Regions from separate parts of the Mus musculus genome. Here region 1 is linked to region 2. A link is a contact called in public Micro-C data. All regions are on one chromosome and are shown on one strand. The core of a region is the stretch at or near the end of the contact, and the rest is flanking DNA. Distances in the headings are between cores, read along the strand shown. Region 1 has its middle 100 kb from the start of Gpr65. Region 2 has its middle 14 kb from the start of Gpr65.

Region 1 (6,129 bases), core at 3,602-6,101, 92 kb after region 2:
TTTATTCTAGATAATTTACATAGACAGTATCAAAGGATGGGGAATCTTTATTATAGCTAATGTCTATGGAATGTTCCATAAAAGAAATTCGTATAAAACGCTTCCCTTGATTTCTGCTGAATTCTTTATATTCTTAACTGATGATTATAATTGATTGCAGTTGCAGTCTTAATTTTGCTGAAAATAATTACATATTCTAGAGTGAGATAGCAAAGTTCTGTGTGAGAACTTTAGTCAAAGAATCAGTAACATGAACAACTCTGTTATTGAATAGAAAATGAGTTTTTGAACACTGGAAGGTGTTTTCCTGATATTTTGTGTCATTCAGAATGTAATAGTGAGTTCTCAGTGAATCTCTTGCTTCAACTCTATATCTTACTGATTTCACTTCTGTTTTCTGAAGAGCTCTTGTGGTTAAGCCACTTCTTCATGATGGTCAAACGTGCCTCGGTGCCTTTGGCCTCAATTCACAATTCATCCTGGCATTCAGAGTCCTTTCATATGTGATTGCAATATACCTTGCCCATGAATTTATTAGCTCTAACTTCACGGGGCTAGAGAGATTGCTAGCCAGTTAAAAGTGCTTGCTGCTTGCTCTTCCAGAGCATTAGAGCTCAGCTCCCAGCATCCACATCAGGCAGCTTACATCCACTGTGACTCCAGCTCCAAGGGATCTGACACCCTCCTTGACTTCTTTAGGTACACTCACACACACACACACACACACACACACACACACACACATACATCTTCGAAGAAAACCTAATTTCATGCACACAGCATGCTATTCAGTTCTGCCTCACAACCTAATGTAGGTGAGATATGACTCCACAAGGTCATGTGAAGTCTTAGGGTTTTTTTGCCTGAGGCTTGCCCAGACTTACTGGAAGGAAACTGAAGTGGGACCCAGCATTGGGACACAGGATTGGATAAAGGCCAAGTCTGACAATCCCCTGCCTTTTAACTCTCTCTGGATGCTGAAGCTGATGGCTTTCTTGCTTATTCTGTGGCTAAAAACCAATGGCTTCTTTTTAACTCTCTGTGCTTTATTAAACTTTATAATTCTCTGTGCTTTATTTGACTGTTTATTAGCAGTCCCTTCTCTGGCAAGCCAGTCAAGAGCCCCTCATTGGCCAGGCTCGTTAACTCTTTGTGAGTTGAAAAGGAAAGAAATTCGCTTATATAGACAATGCACACATACACATACACATACACATACACATACATACACATACACACACACACACATACACACACACACACATACACACACACACACACACACACACACACACACATACACATACACATATACATATATGTTGGGACCAACCACCTGTTTAATCTACTCCACAAATATTCATGCATACTTACACATAGACAACCATATACATTTGGTGGATGGATGGATAGGGGAGAGCACCTCCTCTCCCCCAAGCCAACAACTTTATTTATTTTCTCTGGCCTTTTTATACCTTCTTAAACAAAAGGTTTTTTTAGAAAAATTACTTCATAGATAAAATGTTACATAAAATAGGAGTTACAGAAGGATATTGCTATTAAGAGCAGTGTTTCCTTTTATACGCTCATTATAAGTTCAAAGCAACAGTTTCACGTGGCCTTGTCTTATCATAGTGCACACCTGTGGCTTTATCCACAGACCTGAATGCTTTTCCTTGAACACAAATTTGTCCCAAGCCTATATCTCTTTTTAGTGTGATTATGAAGTCTCATTGTATTTCTTATTATGCAGCTTTCATTTACCATTCTATGAGGAGTAGGCACATTCTATTCTGCATTCTACCTTTATTATAACTTTCTGGCAAAACAGCTAAAACTATCTCTTAAAACTTTCTTCCTGGATTTTAATCAATCAGGAGTTCTATAAAATCATTAATTCATCTAAACAGTATTGAGTCATGAAATTTATGTTAATCTGAAGGAAGTCTGCTCAACAGGGTGGGCTAATGCCCAGGACTCCTTAGGCTGTCTAAGAGTGACAGGGAAGGCATATTAGCTGCAAGAAGCATTCCTGAGATGAACTCTCTCAGGACCTTGCCTCTCCAGAGCTCACTCATCCTTGGCCATGCAAAAAGGTGGGCTACCTCCAGGAAGGCCACCTGCTAGCCTTAGCCCTTCTTGGATGGCTCCTGACAGGTTTTTCTCAACTGTCTTCTAAAGTGTGGCTTTCTATCTGATCAGATACCCCACGTATGCAAAGCTTACATGGTCTCATGGCTGCCTCCCAACAGGAGACAAATGAGAACAGGAAACAAGGAAGGTCCTGCACTAGAAGTGACAGGAAAACCACCATAGCATTTCTTTGGATTGTTCTTATTCAAGGAAAGCCGGTGAAGGTAACCACCACCCCCACACACACCTTGGGAGTTCAATGCTTTTCTAAAATTCAAAACCGAGAAAGTAATGCAGTGTCCTATTTATAAAGGGGGTAATGAAAGTGTTGAAGGCGTAAAACTTAAACCGTGAATCCCTGAAATACATAATCCCACTTAATGCTCTGTCTCTTACATCACCATGGATACTCGCCCCAGTTTTGTCTCTAAAGGTAGTTGAATAATTGAAAATTCCCCTGCCTTTTTATCTAGCTAGTAAATATTCTTGGGTGAAAACCCTAATTAACATTGCAATGGAGGATAATGATTTTTGTCAAAGGATTAATGTTGCATAGAATAAAGGCATTTCAATGATACAGTGCATTTAGTTTTCTGACTGCACACATGAGCTCACCTTCCGCCAGCATCCGGTTCTTTTTTCTGTGACATAGCGGGAAATATTAGTCCACAACAATAGCTCATTTGTTCATAATTGACTGTGCTTCCTGGATTCCATGATGTGACGTGCTAGGCTCCATCCTCTGTTACAATAGACTGAAAATTTGGGAACTTCAACACGCAGCTTTTGTGAGGTCATTGTTGGAGACTTTGCAATGATGTTGCTATCCGGGAGTCACTCATGCCCTTGTAAGTAACCCCTCACCCATGCAGGCTCTGTAAGGTGACCCCAGTGAGAAGAAACAGTGTCCTACCCTAAGGACAAGACCCCAGTCTCGAAAGCTTCAAATTCATCTACAGTTTTGATAAGCTAGCACTTCCTCTGGCAGTTGGCTCCACAATGGAGGGGAAAACCTTTTGATCACTATGACTTGGAGGTCAGTCACTGGACACTACCTCAAACATTTCTTTAAAACTTAGCTCCCTTAAGGGCACTGAGAATAAGAGACACCCATATGTCCAGGGGGCAGAGAGGCAGAACTGGATAGCAGGTTCTGCACATGAAATTAGGCTTTCTTTCTCCCTTCTCATCTCTAGGATGGGAATCTGTTGGGAGAGTGGGAAGACTCCATGCTAACAAGTTAAAAAGAGCCAACAGGTGGAGGTATGGCTCAGGCAGGCAGCAACCTGCCCTTGATGCTGCAAGCAGATTGCGTTAACCTAGAGTGAATCTGGACTCTGGTATTCCTAAACCTAAGGTCAGAGAGTAGGTCAGCCTCTGGAGTCTCCTGCTTGCTCTCACAGCTCTAGAATCCAAAAGCCATAAGCCCACAGCAGGCTCCTTGACATCTACACCCAGCAGGGTGATTAGTGCTTAGTGGGTTTTGAAAACACTGAGACTGGGTCTTCAGGCTCCTGCAGATCTCACTGCTGTGCTTGCTTTCTCTAGTCCCAGGGAGACAGAGTCTGGGTGATCCTGAAATGTGGGTACCCCAGCCCAATCCATAGGCTGGAAAGCTGAATGTAACCATCTGGTCTCTGGTACACACAGGGAAAAGATCTCTGGCAAACACCAAACATTTGTCCAGTACAGGCTCAACACCAGCATAAATCATAGGAAAGACAAAGAGTACCCAGGTTTATTCAAACCTCTCCCCCATTGTGCATATAACTGGCAGGATCCAATTTTCAAAGGTTCATAAAGAAGCTACACTAACCCACAGTGCTATCTCTCTTGCTTTTTCTTTTCTTTTCTTTTCTTTTCTTTTCTTTTCTTTTCTTTTCTTTTCTTTTCTTTTCTTTTCTTTTTTGGTTTTTCAAGACAGGGTTTCTCTGTGTAGCCCCGGCTAACCTGGAACTCACTCTGTAGACCAGGCTGACCTTGAACTCAGAAATCTGCTTGCCTCTGCCTCCCAAGTGCTGAGATTAAAGGCGTGCACCACCACTGCCCGGCCTGTGATTTTTAACTGCACGCCCAGAACTGATTTTACTTGATATTTCTCTTAGTATATTCATCTTTACAAATATTACATATTTTTACTTGAGAGCTTTGTACAACATGCTTAGATCATAGTCACATTTACCCCTCCTCCAACTTATCACAGATTCATTCCGCCCTTCCCTACCAATCCTGTGTTACATCTTTTAATCCTACAAGACCATTTTGTAGTGGCCAAATATTCTTGGGTGTGTGTCCTTCTACTAGAGAGTGGTCCACTTGCCAGGGGCTACGCCATTAGAAAAAGCTGTCTCTCCTTCTAGTCCCTAACAATTGCCTGTAGCTCTACAGCTAGGGATAGGATGGTGTGCCCAACTCTCCATGCTGGGCTATCATCTGGCTTGGATTTACACTGGTTTTGTGCACTCGGCTCCAACTGCTGTGCATTCATATCTGTTACAGCCATGCTGTGTCTAGAATCTGTTTTCTTGTAGCCATCCATCACCTGTGCTTCTATACTCTTTTGGCCCCCTCTTCCCTGAGCCTTTGGAAGAGTGTATATATACATGTTCCTTTAGAGATGACAATTTCACAGTCTTTTTTTCTTCTGCAGCTTGGCTAGCTGTGGGTCACTGTGTTAAATATGTAATTAGGAAACCTTTATTTCCCCTTTTTATTGCCTAATATGTTCTAATTTTGTGCAATGTGTTTTGGTCATATTCACAGCTTCCACCTCTTTCCAGATCTACTCGCTTCCCCGGCCACTCAATTTTGTGTCCTTTTTAAAATTGATCACTACCAATTTGTACTGTCCAAATATTTTTTGGACTTGTGGCTACACTGGGATGTAGCCAACTTACAAGGAGCTGCTCTCAGAGTAGCTGATCCTCTCCCCGCAGCTATCAACTGCAAATAACTCCTCAGCTAGAAGTGGGACTTGGTGCCCAGTTCCCCTCTCCACACGGGTTCCTCTCTCTTGAGCTTGTGTCAGTCTTGTGTGTGTCACAATCACTGTGAGGCTCACAGTGCAGCTGCCCTGCTGTGTTCAGAAGATGCTGATTTCTGTTCCCATATAGTCATCTACTGCTTCGGCCTCCTCTTCCAAAACAAACCCTGAGCTCTGGGAGAAGGCAGTACTGCATAGATGTTCTCTTTAGGACTAAACGTTCTACCGTCTCTTGTTCCCTACAGCCTGCCCAGTTATGTATCTCTGTGTCAATCACCATTCACAGCTCTGATGGGAATTAAGAGATGCATTGATGACAAGTAATTAGGAGTTGGCTTAATGTGTCCATTTAGCAGAGTAACAGTAATAGGTTCCTCCTAGTAACCATGACCCACCTACCTATAGGTTCCTGGCCTGGTCATCAAGACAGGTATGGTCTTCACCTTATAGAGTGGGGCTTAAATCCAATTGCAAAGTAGTTACTCCCATGATGTTCAAGGCACTATTACACTGGCATCAACTTTTAAAGTGAATAATAGAACAGGTAGTGTTAAATTGAGATGGCAAAGGGGTAACAGGGTAGAAGGAATACAAAGAGGGGTAAACACTAAAAAGGGTATACGGAAACCCACTGCCATAAAAACTCTCTCCTCTCTCTCTCTCTCTCTCTCTCTCTCACACACACAGTTAAAATGGAGTTACCCTATAATATGATATATGATATATATAATATATATTATATAATTATGTGATATATGATAGACATATCAATGCCCTGTCTAGACACCAAGAATAGCAAATAGCCAGGAACGGGCTCCTTCTTTTGTAGTTCCCTGTTGGCCAGTGAGGCCCAAAGACCCCTGAACATTACAGGCAACTGCCAATGCTCTTCAGCACCTGATGGCAAGATGCTAGTGCTGAAGACACTACATACTGGAATCACAGAGCACGGCAAAAAAACAGCTGGTGCTCATCCGGATGCTGTATCCCTAGTAGCTTTCATGGCACTGGAA
Region 2 (6,314 bases), core at 2,883-5,382:
ATTTATTTATTTTTAGTTAGGTGAGTTTGATTTCAAACTGGAATCCATGATACAGAGCACATAGGGATCTCTTTATCTTTATCAATTCTATGATTCTGAGGGCCTGATTTTCAAATCCCAGTTTCACCATTCTCTTATCCATGTACTGGGCCCTGTTGTCTCCTACCTAAACCCATTCCCAGTTGCTATGGTAACAGTTGTTACTGTAGCAATGGATGCTGACCCAAGAAGGCTTTGTGATAAGTAGATTTATCTATGCTGGGAACCCTTTATGAAATAAAAAGAATTCTTGAAAAAGAGAGCCACTGCTGAATACAAATGCATAGACACAGCCAACAAACTTGCTCTCTCTCACAAAAATAAAAGAAAATTAAAATAACATCCGAAGTAATGCACCATTTGGGTTCATTTGGTCATTTATCAATCAGCAGCTGAGGGAAACATTTCAAATCTTTTCCTTCCCTAGTCCGTCTTTCTATTCTTTCTCCCTGAAAGTTGCTGATAAGGGTGTGTTTATTTTATTTCCCACCCACCCCCAATATTTTATTTTCTATTCAGAATAGTAAAATAAATATATTGTATACATTAGAATGCTTTCAGCCACAGACATTTTCACCCCCTCAAGATATGAGACTCTATTTGATAAGTACATTTACCACATTCTAATTTTCTCCTTTATTATATTTACTCTTCTCTAATATAATACATCCTGATGGTAGCCTCTCCTCTCACCCCTCCTCCTAGTTTTCCCCTCCCACAGATGAGGAGTTGTTTTTTTAAAAAGCATCTATCCTTATTTTTCCTTGTACAATTCTAGAAAATGTAGTCCTAAGTTAGTTGTTTATATAAATTTCCTAGGCAGACACCTTGGAAAGAGGAAATCGATGTTTCATGAATACAAAATACAAGCTGTATTTTTAAAGTATTATTTATTCCTAGCATAAACCCAATTCAATTCAAGTAAAAGACGGGGAAAACAATTAAACACCATACTTTTTTCTTTTCTTCATTTTACTTTATTTTTTGTTTTTTGGTCCTCCTAATATATTGAAGATGGGCCACATTGAGATAAACTATGTATTAGTTGCATTAGCTGAGTGCATGCGATCTTAAGAATTAGAAACCACAAAAGCAGGTCAGATACTGAGTGAAGTAAAGATTGTTCTTTTCTCTCATTTGGTGATGAGCAGGGCTAGTCCCTATTGTGACCACGAGGGGGCAATCACGTTCTAGCACAGAATTTTGCAGGTATGTGTTCACCACAGCTCACAAAGTGACCTAAGATGTATTTTTTTTTAATCCAAGCAAACAGCAAACACCTCCTGTAACCTAAAAATAAAAGAGAAAACACACCCATATTCCGTCCTTCTCTCTGAGAAGCTGGGTTACAGACTTTGAGCTGGCTCAGTGGTTACGGGCACTTGTTGCTCTTGCAGAGGACCTGGGTTTGGTTTCCAGGTATTCACATAGGAGCTCCCAAGTATCCGTAACTCCACTTCCAGAGAATCATACGATCTCCAAGGGCATCAGGCACACATACACGCAGGAAAAAAAAAACACTCATTACACATAAAGTGAATAAATCTAAGATTATAGGGCTAGCCAACTTTGAATGTGTGTATTTATAAGATTAAACTGTTGTAGGCAGTTTGCATGTGAACCTGCTATTATGAAATGACTGTGCTGAGCTCAAGATGCAATTCAGTATATTTGCAGTTTTAAATTTTTAATTATTGTTAGATCACAGCTCACACAAACTGGCATCTGTTATTTTGAAACGCTTAAATCCGTCCTCCGACAAAGAACAGTAATGTCATCATGTTCTAATTTAGCAGCTTTTGCGTATAATTAAACATATAATAGCCTGCGACCTGTTTTTCTTCTGCTTATAATTTTCAGACGCCTTTCACAAAACACCAATGGCTATTTACACGTTCAAAGTAGGTTACAGTTCCTCAAATGATGTTTCAATTCGGTGTTCAAGAAGCAAACCAGGGGCTGTAGAGATGGCAAGGAAATTAACAGCCTTTGCTGTACAACTCAAAAGACCTGAGTTTGAATCCTTGCACCCATGTAATATGTCAGGTGTGGTTTCATGTGTGCTTGGAATGCTGATGTTGCAGCAAGGTTGGAAATAAGTGGACCACTGAGACTGAAACACACAGGCTCCAGATGCAGGGAGACCATGCTTTGAAGGGATAAAGCAGAAAGTGAGAGACGAGGATCCCCAGTGTCTTCTGGCTTCTTTGCACTCATGCTCAGACACATACTCTTACAGACACCACACAAATATCTCTTACACACATACACACACACACACACACACACTAACAAACTTCATGTACACTAGAAATAGATGAATGAACTACGGCCTCCATGTTGTTCAATTCCAGCTTTCAAATAAAAATATACACCTCATTAATTGGGAAATGTGAGCTATTTCAAAAATCCAAAACCAAGACATTTTTCTAACTTTACCATGCCATGAAAATATTTCCAGATCTTAGTATTTTAAAGTTCTTGGATATTTGACTGAGCCTATAAATATCCTTCTAAAAGAATTCATTTCAGAATCATCCTAAAATTTCTGATCCTGTCTCCAAGACTTGCTGACACTAAGATGTGGCTGATGGCAACTGAAAGCTGTGGTTGGAATTTCAGAATAGCTCCTACCTTCACCTGGATGATCTCATGAGTTGTTACAATTATTGTGGAGTAAGGATAATGATTCAGTTTCAATTGCTCTCTCTCTCTCTCTCTCTCTCTCTCTCTCTCTGTGTGTGTGTGTGTGTGTGTGTGTGTGTGTATGTGTGTGTGTATGTGTGTGTGTGTTGGCATGATTCCAAAATCCTTTATGGATATTCACATTTAAGCTGAAAGTTTTTTATGAAAATATCTTTATTGCTTTTTTAAATGTCCCACTACTTGATTTAAAAATCATGATAGTGTCTTTTTCACAAGCTTTACAAATTACAGGAAAAAAATGATTTTCTCCTTCTGTATGGAAATTTCATTTCCAATAGACAGGGTTCTGTCCCGGTTGAAGCCTGGCAGGAAGGGGGGAATAAACAAGACTAAGGATGGCTGGGGCTCTCTCCTTACAGCTGAAGCTCAGGCTCCTCTGAGGGAGACTCAGCCTGTGTAGCCCTGTGGCCCACTGAGGCAGGCCTCTGCCATGAAGGTCTCCGGGCCGCTGAAAGCCTAGAGTGTTGTACATCAAGGTAGCTTTGAGGGAATGAGGACCCTAGCGAGCCTATGGCTTGGACCCCTCTTGAGCTGAAAGTTGTAAAGATCACAAGGAAAATAAGTTTGAAATAATTTTCCCTCTAGAAGACCTCGACGTCTTTACTGTCTGTCGGAGTAAAGTAGTAGAGGCGTGCCCGATGATTCAGTTCTCTAGCCTTGGGAGTAGTGGGCGTGCTCAGCATGGAATCCCAACCACCAGCCTGACTCAGGAAAACTGTTTTTCCTTTGCCTGCCTATGTATGTCTGTGCATTATACATGTGTGCCTGGTGCCTGAGTAAAATCAGATCCCCCGGAATTAGACTCACAGATGACTGTGAGCTGAGAAACGCACCCTCTGGAAGAGCAGCCAGTGCTCTTAAATCTGTGAACCATTCCTCTGACACCCCCTCCTGATTTTTAATAGTCCACAGACCCATGAAATTCATTGTAGCTTACATGGTGGCATCAGGCTCTGTTGGTAACACACACACACACACACACACACACACACACACACACACAATTGCATTATCTTTGTCAGCTATAGCTTCCAGACCACATGCTGACCTATGGGAAATTCCACTTCAGTCATTACTGAACTGTCCTTCCTCTTTGAGGTTTACACCAGAGTAAGCGAGATTTACAAAATGCTAAATAAAAACGAAGAGGGGGGCGTTTGGTTTGTTTCCTCCTGTACTATCACCGCGACAATGAACTTTAGTTTTTAGTGACCCTGTAAGTATCTCTGGTATTTCCTACCTCCCCGAATACCAGGGCAAGGGGCTCACTGGCAAAATTGGGTAGGAGCCAGGGCACAGACACATTCCTGTGAGTCGTGTAGCTCTGCTTACCAAAGAGACGCTTCTTTGGGGATGACTAAAGGCCGCAAGTATGGTTTTAGCTCAAGGGATGGAATATGCAGTTAGTTGCTAAATTAGTCAGCTTAGTCTCCTGGCTGCAATGAGTGGCTCAGTGGTAGGTATGTGACTTGAGCTGCTTACATGCCCAAAAGGCTCTTTCTCTGCCTCCTGGTGGTGATACAATGTGCCACAAAGATGCCTGAAATATTTGTGGTCAGTTTGTTACCAGGAAGTAGCAACAAGTAGAAGAGAAGAAAGCTTAAAGAACCTGAAACCTCTGGATATGGCAATCACTAGATGGTCCATCCTTTCGTCACACTTCCAGATTTTGTCTCTGTAACTCCTTCCATGGGTGTTTTGTTTCCTATTCTAAGAAGGGGCAAAGTGTCCACACTTTGGTCTTCGTTCTCTTGAGTTTAATGTTTTTAGCAAATTATATGTTATATCTTGGGTATCCTAAGTTTCTGGGCTAATATCCACTTATCAGTGAGTACATATTGTGAGAGTTCCTTTGTGATTGGGTTACCTCACATCCAGAGATCCATCCCATGATCAGCTTCCAAACGCTGACACCATTGTATACACTAGCAAGATTTTGCTGAAAGGACCCAGATATAGCTGTCTCTTGTGAGACTATGCCAGGGCCTAGCAAACACAGAAGTGGATGCTCACAGTCAGCTATTGAATGGACCACAGGGCCCCCAATGGAGGAACTAGAGAAAGCACCCAAGGAACTAAAGGGAACTGCAACCCTATAGGTGGAACAACAATATGAACTAAGCAGTACCCCGGAGCTCTTGTCTCTAGCTGCATATGTATCAAAAGATGGCCTAGTCGGCCATCACTGCAAAGAGAGGCCCATTGGACTTGCAAACTTTATATGCCCCAGTACAGGGGAATGCCAGGGCCAAAAAGGGGGAGTGGGTGGGTAGGGGAGTGGGGGGGGGTTATGGGGGACTTTTGGTATAGCATTGGAAATGTAAATGAGCTAAATACCTTAAAAAAAAAAAAGAACCTGAAACCTGACACTGACTCCTAAAGTGGTGAGTCTCGGCATAGGATAATTGTATGAACCAAACAGACCTCTTCATTTAACCCAATCTGAGTCAGATTTTCCCTAGTGGAAATTGGAACATGGAAGTGAGGCGATGTTATAGTGTCTCATTGTTGAATAAGCAGGGCAGGTGAGGTCCAAATGAGAGAGAAACAAGGACACCTCTAACTCATAAAGTTAGCAGCCCTCATTAAGACTCATTAACTGACGTCCTGGAAGAACCCTTACTAAACCTTTGCCTTTGATATCCTGGATATTACGGTTTGAATGTGAAATCTCTCACACAGGCTCGGGCGTCTGAGCATGGTGGTGGTGTTACTTTGGTAGTTTGTGGAACTACTTGGATATAAGGTCCTCAGCTGATGGCTCTGTTTTTGGTAGTTTGCGGGACCTTTAGGATACAAGGCCTACCTATTGAAGTATATCACTAGGATAAATCCTTGAAGGTTATATCTGTTAAGGTCTAGGTAAAATATTAAGTCTTAGAAGGAATGTTAAAGCCGAGGTAACAATTACCTGGCTAGTCTGCCATTTTGTGCTGTTGCTAATATTATAAGGCAATTCTCTCATATGTTGTTTCTGCTGTTACTAGGAAACTCTCTCATGCCTAAGTTGGTTACACATTCTGTTATGTTCTGTGCTCTTGGAAACCAATCTCCATAGAAGTCAATAGAACTGCTTTTGTATAGTTACCCACAAGAAGCTCGGACCCAAACCAACCACCCAGTAGCACTTCCTGCACCTGTGGAAGCTTTTACGGTATTTGCTTTGTAAACTGCCCCTGGGATAAACCCAGTATAGGAGAGACATGTGCACCAATATAGGAAACTATTTGAAATAAGACTTCCATTTTGAGTAGGGGTCATATAAAGTTTAAGTTCCCAAGACCTCCTGGAAACTGACACTGTATTTGGCAGAAAAAGACTATATATACCTGGGGTAACTGACATCCTGGTTGGCAACTTAAGACATGAATGTCATCATGGTTAACCAATTGAGACATGAATGTTAAACAAGGTAAGTCCCCTGCCACAGTTAAATACCCCAACCACTGGGAACAGTAGAAGTGTACAACACAGAGTCTCCTATCCCTAAATTCTTATTGGTAGAATAGCTTAACACAGATATTTGTGGAATTTAGGCTTAAAAACCCTGTAGGATCTTAACTTAGTGT

What was found. Hi-C and Micro-C count contacts between places; a contact is called where the count stands out from the background.
Region 1: a contact with region 2 is called in a Micro-C map of macrophages, with 5 times the contacts expected there. The contact joins two enhancer-like sites. A contact is called at or near these places in 1 of 39 promoter capture datasets (embryonic stem cells), 1 of 15 datasets of contacts at CTCF or cohesin (the NIH/3T3 cell line), 3 of 484 Hi-C or Micro-C datasets (bone marrow-derived macrophages, macrophages and nephron progenitors) and 1 of 115 datasets of contacts at active chromatin or transcription factors (bone marrow-derived macrophages).

Annotation. Positions count from the first base shown.
Region 1 is chr12:98,370,565-98,376,693 of GRCm38.p6, forward strand. No RefSeq gene overlaps it. Among named protein-coding and RNA genes, the nearest start is that of Gpr65, 100 kb to the left of the region's middle. Within about 2 kb of position 4,852, at least 38 of the 459 cell types and tissues checked have an H3K27ac peak or open chromatin away from gene starts, as enhancers often do. A contact at or near this core is called in bone marrow-derived macrophages and macrophages, where this site is marked.
Region 2 is chr12:98,279,494-98,285,807 of GRCm38.p6, forward strand. No RefSeq gene overlaps it. Among named protein-coding and RNA genes, the nearest start is that of Gpr65, 14 kb to the left of the region's middle. Within about 2 kb of position 4,133, at least 137 of the 459 cell types and tissues checked have an H3K27ac peak or open chromatin away from gene starts, as enhancers often do. A contact at or near this core is called in bone marrow-derived macrophages and macrophages, where this site is marked.